Linked DNA regions of Oryzias latipes: region 1 is linked to region 2. Evidence: chromatin contacts called from public Hi-C data. All regions are on one chromosome and are shown on one strand. The core of a region is the stretch at or near the end of the contact, and the rest is flanking DNA. Distances in the headings are between cores, read along the strand shown.

The links. A called contact is a pair of places that touch in the nucleus more often than the background predicts.
Region 1: a contact with region 2 is called in a Hi-C map of embryo, with 2.4 times the contacts expected there. The contact joins the promoter of emx2 here to the enhancer-like site in region 2. A contact is called at or near these places in 3 of 5 Hi-C or Micro-C datasets (all in embryo).

The regions. Positions count from the first base shown.
Region 1 is chr15:30,260,485-30,264,576 of ASM223467v1, reverse strand. It overlaps emx2 (homeobox protein EMX2), which reads left to right and starts at 1,795. Exons shown (of 3, transcript XM_004077518.4): 1 at 1,795-2,478; 2 at 3,464-3,648. The coding sequence starts at 2,088.
Region 2 is chr15:30,100,563-30,104,818 of ASM223467v1, reverse strand. No RefSeq gene overlaps it. Among protein-coding and RNA genes, the nearest start is that of rab11fip2, 25 kb to the left of the region's middle. Within about 2 kb of position 2,933, at least 5 of the 8 cell types and tissues checked have an H3K27ac peak or open chromatin away from gene starts, as enhancers often do. A contact at or near this core is called in embryo, where this site is marked.

The sequences.
Region 1 (4,092 bases), core at 546-3,045, 160 kb before region 2:
GTACTAAAAGGTACTAAAAGTAGAATAGTAATAGGAATACAAATCTGGATATTTCATTTAAAATAGACAGTACTAAAATAGAGTCAAGGAAGGAAAATTGTTAATGAAGGACCTCATATTATTAAAACATCAGTGGCAAAACATTTTGGAATTCTCTGTAAAATCAAAACGTCTTTGGACAAAAAAGCTTTGCATTTAGTATACAATAGATTGTTCCACATATAAACTGCATGGAAATATGGGGAAACACGTGTAAGTCATATACAAATCCAATTTTCATTCAAGAAAAAAAGTAGAAAGAATGATATCTGGAAGTAACTGTAGAGATCCATCTAATCCATTGTTCAGTCAATTAAACATTCATTAGATTAGTTAACCTGAAAAATAAATGTACAAAACTCATCAATAATGTCCGCCGTATAAAATACAAAATAAACGACTAATTACACCTGAAAAGCTCGTGAGATTTTCTAATTGCCAAAATTCAGAGAAAAAACTGAAAGAAAATAAATAAAATAGAAACAAACAGAGACTGAATTCTAAAAGTAACTTTTCCAGACCAGGAAGGAAGCAGCCGATGTTACAAAATGATCCTTTCAGCCAGCAGGGGGCGGCAGAGCCGCAAAGACCGAGGTTTTTATGGGGGGGGGGGGGGGGGGGGCGGTTTGTGTTCACCCAAAGATAAAAACCAAGGATGGACGATAAGATGAATACAAAAGAATGTTCAAAATAAAGGAAAAAACATGAAATGTATATTTGTTTTTTAATAATAAATTCTGGTTTGCCCCCCTCCCCCCATTTGGCTTCATACGGCAGGAAGAACTAAAGACGGAATTTCAAAATAGAAAGAAAATACTCAAACTATATATAAATATAAAAACTATATAAAAAACTATATATAAATATAAAAAATATCTCCAGAAAAAATGACTCTAAAAACATTTTTAATGGAGTTTTAAAATAAAACGAATTTAATTTAATTTAGCTGCACTTCAAATGCAGATCAATGTTTTAGTAAATAATTAAAGGTTTTATTATTTCACAGACATTTCAGAAATTATTGTTTGTAATTTGCTGCTATTTTGACACAAATAATACAAACATAACAAAGTGAAAAAATAAAAACATAATAAGGACATTTTCAAAAATTAACGAAATGTTGTTTTCTGAATCAAAAACAACATTTTCGACAACAAAATTCACGAAAACGTTCGTGAGTTTTCGGGCCGCCTTCGTCTGTTGCTCCCGTCCGAACGGAGGCCGGCGGCGCGCGGCCGCCGCTACTGCAGGTGGATGAACACCTGAGCGCCTTCACTCTGGAACAGCCCCCCTCAGGTGTTTGTGTGTTTTTGATCCGCACAGGAGACGGACGCTGACCGTCCCGCACCTTCCCCCGCACTTTAGAAAGGAACAAACGCAAAGACAACATCCAATGAAATCCATTTCAAGAAGTTTTCTACATTAAAAAAAAACAGAAAAGACAAGACAAGAAATGAAAATAGAGGAGAGATCAGCGTGAAGATCTGCGCGCCGCTGTGGGCCACAGAATTCCAAATAGACCCGCAGCCGCTGCGTTTCCACCGCAGGCCTTAACGCAAAGCTGCGCGCTACCCTGTGCTGTTCTGGTTCGGATGAATAAGTTAAATGTCCCGGAGACATTTACGCGCGCGCATGCGTGTGCGCGAATGCTTCACTCTGGACGAATCCGTTCCGTGTTGCGCGTTGGGGTCCGCCTCTCCGCGCGCGCACCCCTGCTCCCATTGACGCACTTTTTAAGCGTCGTCCTCTTCTCCACCTTAAGGCAGCAGCAGCGACCAATCAGCATGCCACTCCGGCCGTCAGAGGAAGCTGTTTATGGGGCTGCAGCGCTAATTAGGCTCATGAACTAACAAATCTGCTGGACGAAGCTGCTGCGGAAAGCGATCACATCCATGGATTAGTCCGGGACGCCTCTCGGTTTCCGCGCCGCGTCTTTTCCAACTTGTTTGCTGCGCAAAAACTTTCCCTTTCCGTGGGTGTGGAGTATTTCACAGCACGAGCGCCGGCGACGACTTCCACCTAAACTGGGGAATCTGGACTATCAGACCATGTTTCAACCCACACCCAAGAGGTGTTTTACGATAGAGTCTTTAGTGGCGAAGGATAATCCGGTTCCGGTGTCCCGTTCCGAGGAACCCATCAGGCCCGCGGCTCTCAGCTATGCAAACTCCGGCCAGATGAACCCGTTTCTCAACGGCTTCCACTCCGGCAGCAGGGGCGTGTACTCAAACCCGGACTTGGTGTTCGCCGAGGCGGTGTCTCATCCGCCGAACTCCGCGGTGCCGGTGCATCCGGTGGCCCCGCCGCACGCGCTGGCCGCACACCCGCTTTCCTCTTCACACAGCCCGCACCCGCTTTTCGCCAGCCAGCAAAGGGACCCCTCGACGTTCTACCCCTGGTTGTTACACAGATATAGGTACTTGGGTCACAGATTTCAAGGTGAGTTTGGAAGTGTTACCGTTTTACGCACGTGCTGGAGCGGCGTCACGCATTTTACACCGTCAGACAAAATCTAAATCAAACTTATTTTGCGGCATTTTGGACATTTTTGGAGCCGATCAGCAGAAAAACACATTTATTTTAAAATAAAATACTTTACATTTCAAATAAAAGAAGATTTCTGCGCAAAAAACGTCGCTTCTGCTGCTTTAACGGAGTTTTCCTTCAATTCCATCATATTTCAAAACCGTTAATTATTATATTTCTTGTTAAATATTTATATTTAAAAACGTGAAATTTGTTGATTGAACGAGAACAAATATTTGACTTTCAACCTCCAGTCCAGGAAAAATATTTTTACTGGTCTTTAAGTTGAATATTTTTTATTTCGTGTTTTTCTTTTACAAAAAATAAATACTTTAAAATATTTTAACGAAATTAAATTTGACCTGCGCTCCCTTCATTCGTTTGCTGCTCTCCGTGACTTTTTGCTCATTTTTCTATAATAAACATTTTGTCATTTCGTACATAGAGGTTAAAATAATAGTTTAATAGTTTAAAACGAAATAATTCTAAATATTTTCTCTCCAAAAATATTTAGAATTTTTTCTATCATTTAATTGTTGCTTCGTAAATGTCTGTTATTTTTAAAATGATGTTTTATGAACCAGCAAGTGCTTTGTTTGTCTGTCCGTCATGCGCGCGTGGGGTGGGGGGGTAGGATATGGTGGTGGGGTCTTCAAAAGATTTCTGGTCTTTATTATGAATTAAAAATGAACATATTTTATATAACAGTTTTAGTGTTTAGTTAAGAATCCAGTTAAAACCAGTTTGTGGATTTTTCCAGCGAATTCTCGGCTTTTTTAATTTTATTTTGTTATTTTCTGTTTGTAGTTGTGTGTGTGTGTGTGTGTGTGTGTGTTTTTTTGGTTTGTTGTTTTTTCTTCTCGGTCGTTTCGCTGAATTCTACTTCTCTTGTTTGCAGGAAACGAAACGAGTCCAGAAAGTTTCCTTTTGCACAACGCGCTGGCCAGAAAGCCAAAGAGAATCCGGACAGCGTTTTCCCCGTCGCAGCTGCTGCGGCTCGAGCACGCGTTTGAGAAGAACCATTACGTGGTGGGAGCAGAAAGGAAGCAGCTCGCGCACAGCCTTAGCCTCACGGAAACTCAGGTAAGAACCGCGGGAGTGGGGCGGCGGGAAACCATGTTTTGGAGGCTTCGGTGCGTCCGGAAACAGCTCGAGCGCCTCACCGGCTCAGCTCCGCGTCATTTGTGTATTTTTCCCAACGTGGCTCCTCATTTAGAAAGCAGCTTTTACGCACGAGCCCGCCGGTTTTACGCACGAGACCGCCGGTTATACGCGCGAGACCGCAGACGCATTTTTTCTCTCCAGAAAACTCATTTTATACAACCAGACTCCGTAACGCAGGTTGTCCTTCGAGGGCGGAGGTCGGGGGGCGGGGGCGCCTTTCTGGATCAAATCCACAGCCATTGTCCGGGCCTAACCTCATTTCTGCAGGACTTGAATTACTTTGTTTTGAAGGGGGGGGGGGGGGGGCTGCCTTTCAAAATGGAGGGCAAATTAACCCGTTAACCATTTTATGGGACAGAGGAT
Region 2 (4,256 bases), core at 1,684-4,183:
TGTTTGCTTCCTCCACATGGGTTAACCCTGACCACAGAGTCCCTTTGGATCCCTTTGGATCCCTTTGGATCCCTTTGGATCAGTTGAACGCCCTTCTTCTGAGGATGGAGGACAGAAACCAACAAAACTAAGATCAAACAGAATTTCTGAGTGTTTCTCAGAATCAGAAAAAGAAGAAAAATACAGTTTGATAAAGATCGTATTTGTGATGAAGAAACGGAAATGGGCGGGGCCAAAGCCTCTCTGCTCCGCCCCCTTTCTGAGGCAGACAAACAGATCCATGAACGTCTCTGTTTTCCTGGTCTGAGCTGGAATCTGGATCCGAAGTGGACGGATGGATGGATCTGATGTTGCTGCTGCTTTTGACGCACCACTTATGTTAGGTTGGGGGTGTTAGGGCTGTAAGCTAGCAGGAGGGTGTAAACAGAGAGCTCTCAGTAACAGGAAGGAGGCAGGGTCCCGCCCACAACTCAGGGTGAATTTCTAATGCTGCTCTGCAGAAACTATGTCCTAGACAACGACAGGCGAAAAACAGCATCGTGGTCATGAAAAGACCCCTGGGAACAGATCAGAAGATGACGGAGGAGCAAAAGTGTTCATGCAGCTGACTGCAGGGCAGATCGCAGACAGCAGCAGCCTGAAGGTGCAGGCGGGTGGAGTCACCACCCCCCCAGGAGAACAGCCGAGCTGTGCCGTTTCTATTCTGGAGGTTTTTCTGTTCTTTTACCGCCTCGTTTCATCAAACTTCCTTAACTATCAGCCTCACAATTCTCTGTTCCTGTTTCCAACAAGCTTGAAGAAGAATTGGCCCAATTTTTCCAAAGATGGTTGGATGGCAGAGGTCATAGTTCACCGCTGAAAGCTTAAATACGCGTCACATCATGAGTAGAAATGGAGATCAACACTTCTTGATGTCATAAATAGTCATTGTTGGAGTTTAAGGCAGATCTGCCTGCAGACTCCGGTTCCTGCCGTCCCATCGTCAATAAAGAATGCAGTGTCTTAAATATTCCTGTTGATATGGACTCCAGATGAGAAAAATATGAAATTCTATAAATCACCGCCGGCTGATGAACCTTCTGTTTGGCTGTAGAAATGGTGCATCCCTTTGCACTGATTACACACATGCATATTTTCTGAACGGTGGCAGGTTTCACCGGGGTTTACGGAGCTCTCACATGGGACCCGGCGGCTCGTAAACCGGCACGGTCCGGCCTGACGCACGCTAACATCTGCTGCTGAGAACCCCCAGACCTCGGCAGCACGGCGGCGTCTGATCAGGCGGGAAAAGGGAAAAATGACCACGCTCCTGTGAAAGGAGGCGTGCCCAGCTGGAGTGAGGAACGCTCTTCCACTATGTCTTCATGCTCTCACGCTGAGCAGCTGTGCGCCATTTCGCATAAGATGAAGCCTGAAAAAGTGGGCTGCACACATGCGGCCGACCGGGAACAGGAAGCGGGTCTGAATCCGCTCCTCATGACACGCTTCAGAAGTCATTTCACATCACTGAGAGTTATTATCGTTAAACGCTGATATCAGGTCAACCCCGCTGCAAGTAATTAAATCTGTGAGTCGTTTAAGTCCATCAGCAGGGTGTTTATGGGATGTACATTTCTAGAGAGCTCTGCAGGAAATGTCGATTTCCTGCAGCGGCGTTTCGTCTGTGTGCGCCGGAGTGAGTTTGCAGGAAGTACCGGCGCCTGCAGATGAAATTATAGCATTTTTGGGCTGAAAACTCAAAGCAAGAACTTTGTGAATCCCACTTTGCTGCTCTCTCTGCTGAGCGGAGGACCGTTAGTGTTTGTCGGGTTTGTGAGTCAGAGGCACCGTGGAGGTCTGTGCAGGTGGCAGGCCCTGCAGGCCTTTCTGCTTCCTCCTCCTCCTCTCCACAGGTGCTTATTAGCACATATGAGCTGCCACATGTTCCCGGCTCGGCCGCCGCCCGGAGGGGCCAAATCAGTCTTCACCCGTAATCTTCACAGCCCTCACTCTCACTAACGGGGGCACATGGTGGAGCGTTTATGAAGCACTGCAAAAGTGCTGTTATTTTTTCCTGCTCCTCCGTGAACTCCTGGACAGCTCTGGAAGCAACAGCGGCTGCATGTGGGATTCCCGGTTTCAGGTCCGGATGAGCAGCGGCTGCATGTGGGATTCCCGGTTTCAGGTCCGGATGAGCAGCGGAGTCCGTGTAGAGGACACGTTCCTGCAGGAACCTGCAGAGCTCGCAGGTCTTTCTCAGAACACCGATCAAACACGTGGACCGGCACATACAATGTTTTGCACGTGGTCAGCACGGTGGGGGCTCATCCCAATTGCCCCCCCCCCCCGTGTAAGGGGCAGGAGGGGGCTCTGGCGTTTGAAGTGGGCATATGGCCGTCGCATTTGCATTTAATGCTCTTCAGATTACTTGTTTTAACTGGTGCTAAACACCTCACTGGGTTGGGGCTAATTTGATGAGGTCACGCCGCGACCCCGTGACCTCCTCTCTCCATGTTGTCTAAGTGAAACCAGCTGAGTCACAGGGGGGGAGTGTGGGGGCCGCGGCCAGACGGAGCGGTTCGTGGGCCTGGAGCGGCGTGTTTCTGGTCAGGGGGGGATCTCTGCTCCTCATGCTGAAGATTTCCCAGAATCCCATTCAGCTGAGGACAGTCCGGCATGTCTGTCGGAACGTTTACAGCTTGTTTGCATGAATGTTTATGTGCTGGGGTGAGACCCCCCCCCCCCCCCCCCCCCACACACACACACAAACACAATTTAAGTTTAACAGTAGTCCACTTTGTGCAACTTTAGGGTTAAAACAATAAAAAATCGATCTGCATTTATTGACAGCAAAGACACAATCACACATGCGCACACACGTGCACGCCAACCCACACACACACCGTGGAGATGAAAGCCCTCTGCTGGAATGTGAGTGCGGCCTGTTGAAGGACTAATCCACAGCAGCAACCCGGCTCTCTTGTGTTGCTGCACAGATTCTGCAGAATGGTCCCGTATGGTCTGGGGGGCCACATTTTCCTAACCTCCAAGGCCGCCGCTGTGAAGGCGCCTCAAGAGAGCCTCTTTGGTGTCAAAGGGGGAAAGCCATTCAGCTGGAGGCCGGCCTCCGGCCTTTGATCAGTTCACAAGTTACAGTTTTGCCGAGCGGCTTTTTCATGCAAATAGGAAATGTTCAAACGCTGCGTGGAAACGCGTCTCTGACCTTAATGGGGAGGGCTTTAACATCGGAACCTTCTCAGCCGAGGGCCAGCCTGAAAGCCTCCTCAGAGAGGTGAAAGCGCGTTGATCAGGTGGAGACGGCTCCTTTTCAGACCCCCCCAGCCAGTGGCATTGTGTTCACAGAGGGCCGCATTGACTCCCAATTAGGGGATTAGGAGAAAGATTATCAGAAGCGTTTTCAAAACACATAACATTTACAGGCTTTCCCACAGCAGCGAGGATCCACATTCATGCTGGCTCTTAAACCGCAGCGCTTTAGGAGGAGCAGCTGTTCCTGAGTCTGAAGTGTTGGAGGACTCTGATCCTCACCGCGGCCCGGATCAGGCTCCTCAATCTGCCGTGTGTGTGTGTATGCGTGTGTATGTGTGTATATAGGTGTGTGTGTATGCGTGTGCATGTGTGTATATAGGTGTGCATATGTGTGTGTATAGGTGTGTAAAGGGGTGTGTATGTGTGTGTATACGTGTGCATTTGTGTGTGTATAGGTGTGTATAGGTGTGTGTATAGGAGTGTACATGTGTGTATGTGTGTAAATAAATAAATAAAAATGGATTATTACATGTGTGTACGTGTATACATGTGTACATGTGTGTAGGTGTGTATGTGTGTATCTATGTGTGTGTCGTTTGTCTAAATTCGTCCATCCACACTGGACTTTCCCAAACAGGAAGTTCAAAGGTCTTCCCGCTTCCTTCCAGGTATCTCTGCGCTCCGTGTTTCTCTTGGCTCGTCTAAAACGGCCAATTATGTCCTAATAAAGTTCCTGCTGGAGGAGTGGAAGGTGGCGGTGGAGGCGGCGGTGGAGGGGGCGGTGGAGGGGGCGGCAGACCAAACTCTTGTCAAGGTCATGTTATAGAGGAAAGCGCCAACAATGCCAGCGCTAATCCCTCCTCCTCCTCCTCCTCCTCCTCCTCCTCCTCTGCCGCCGCCGCGCTCTGACCCCATCCCAGGACTTTGGGAGAGGACAGGAGGCCCGCCGCTCTCAGCCCGGAGCTGCTGGATTATCTGCCAATTAGCAGCATTTCTGCTGGACGGCA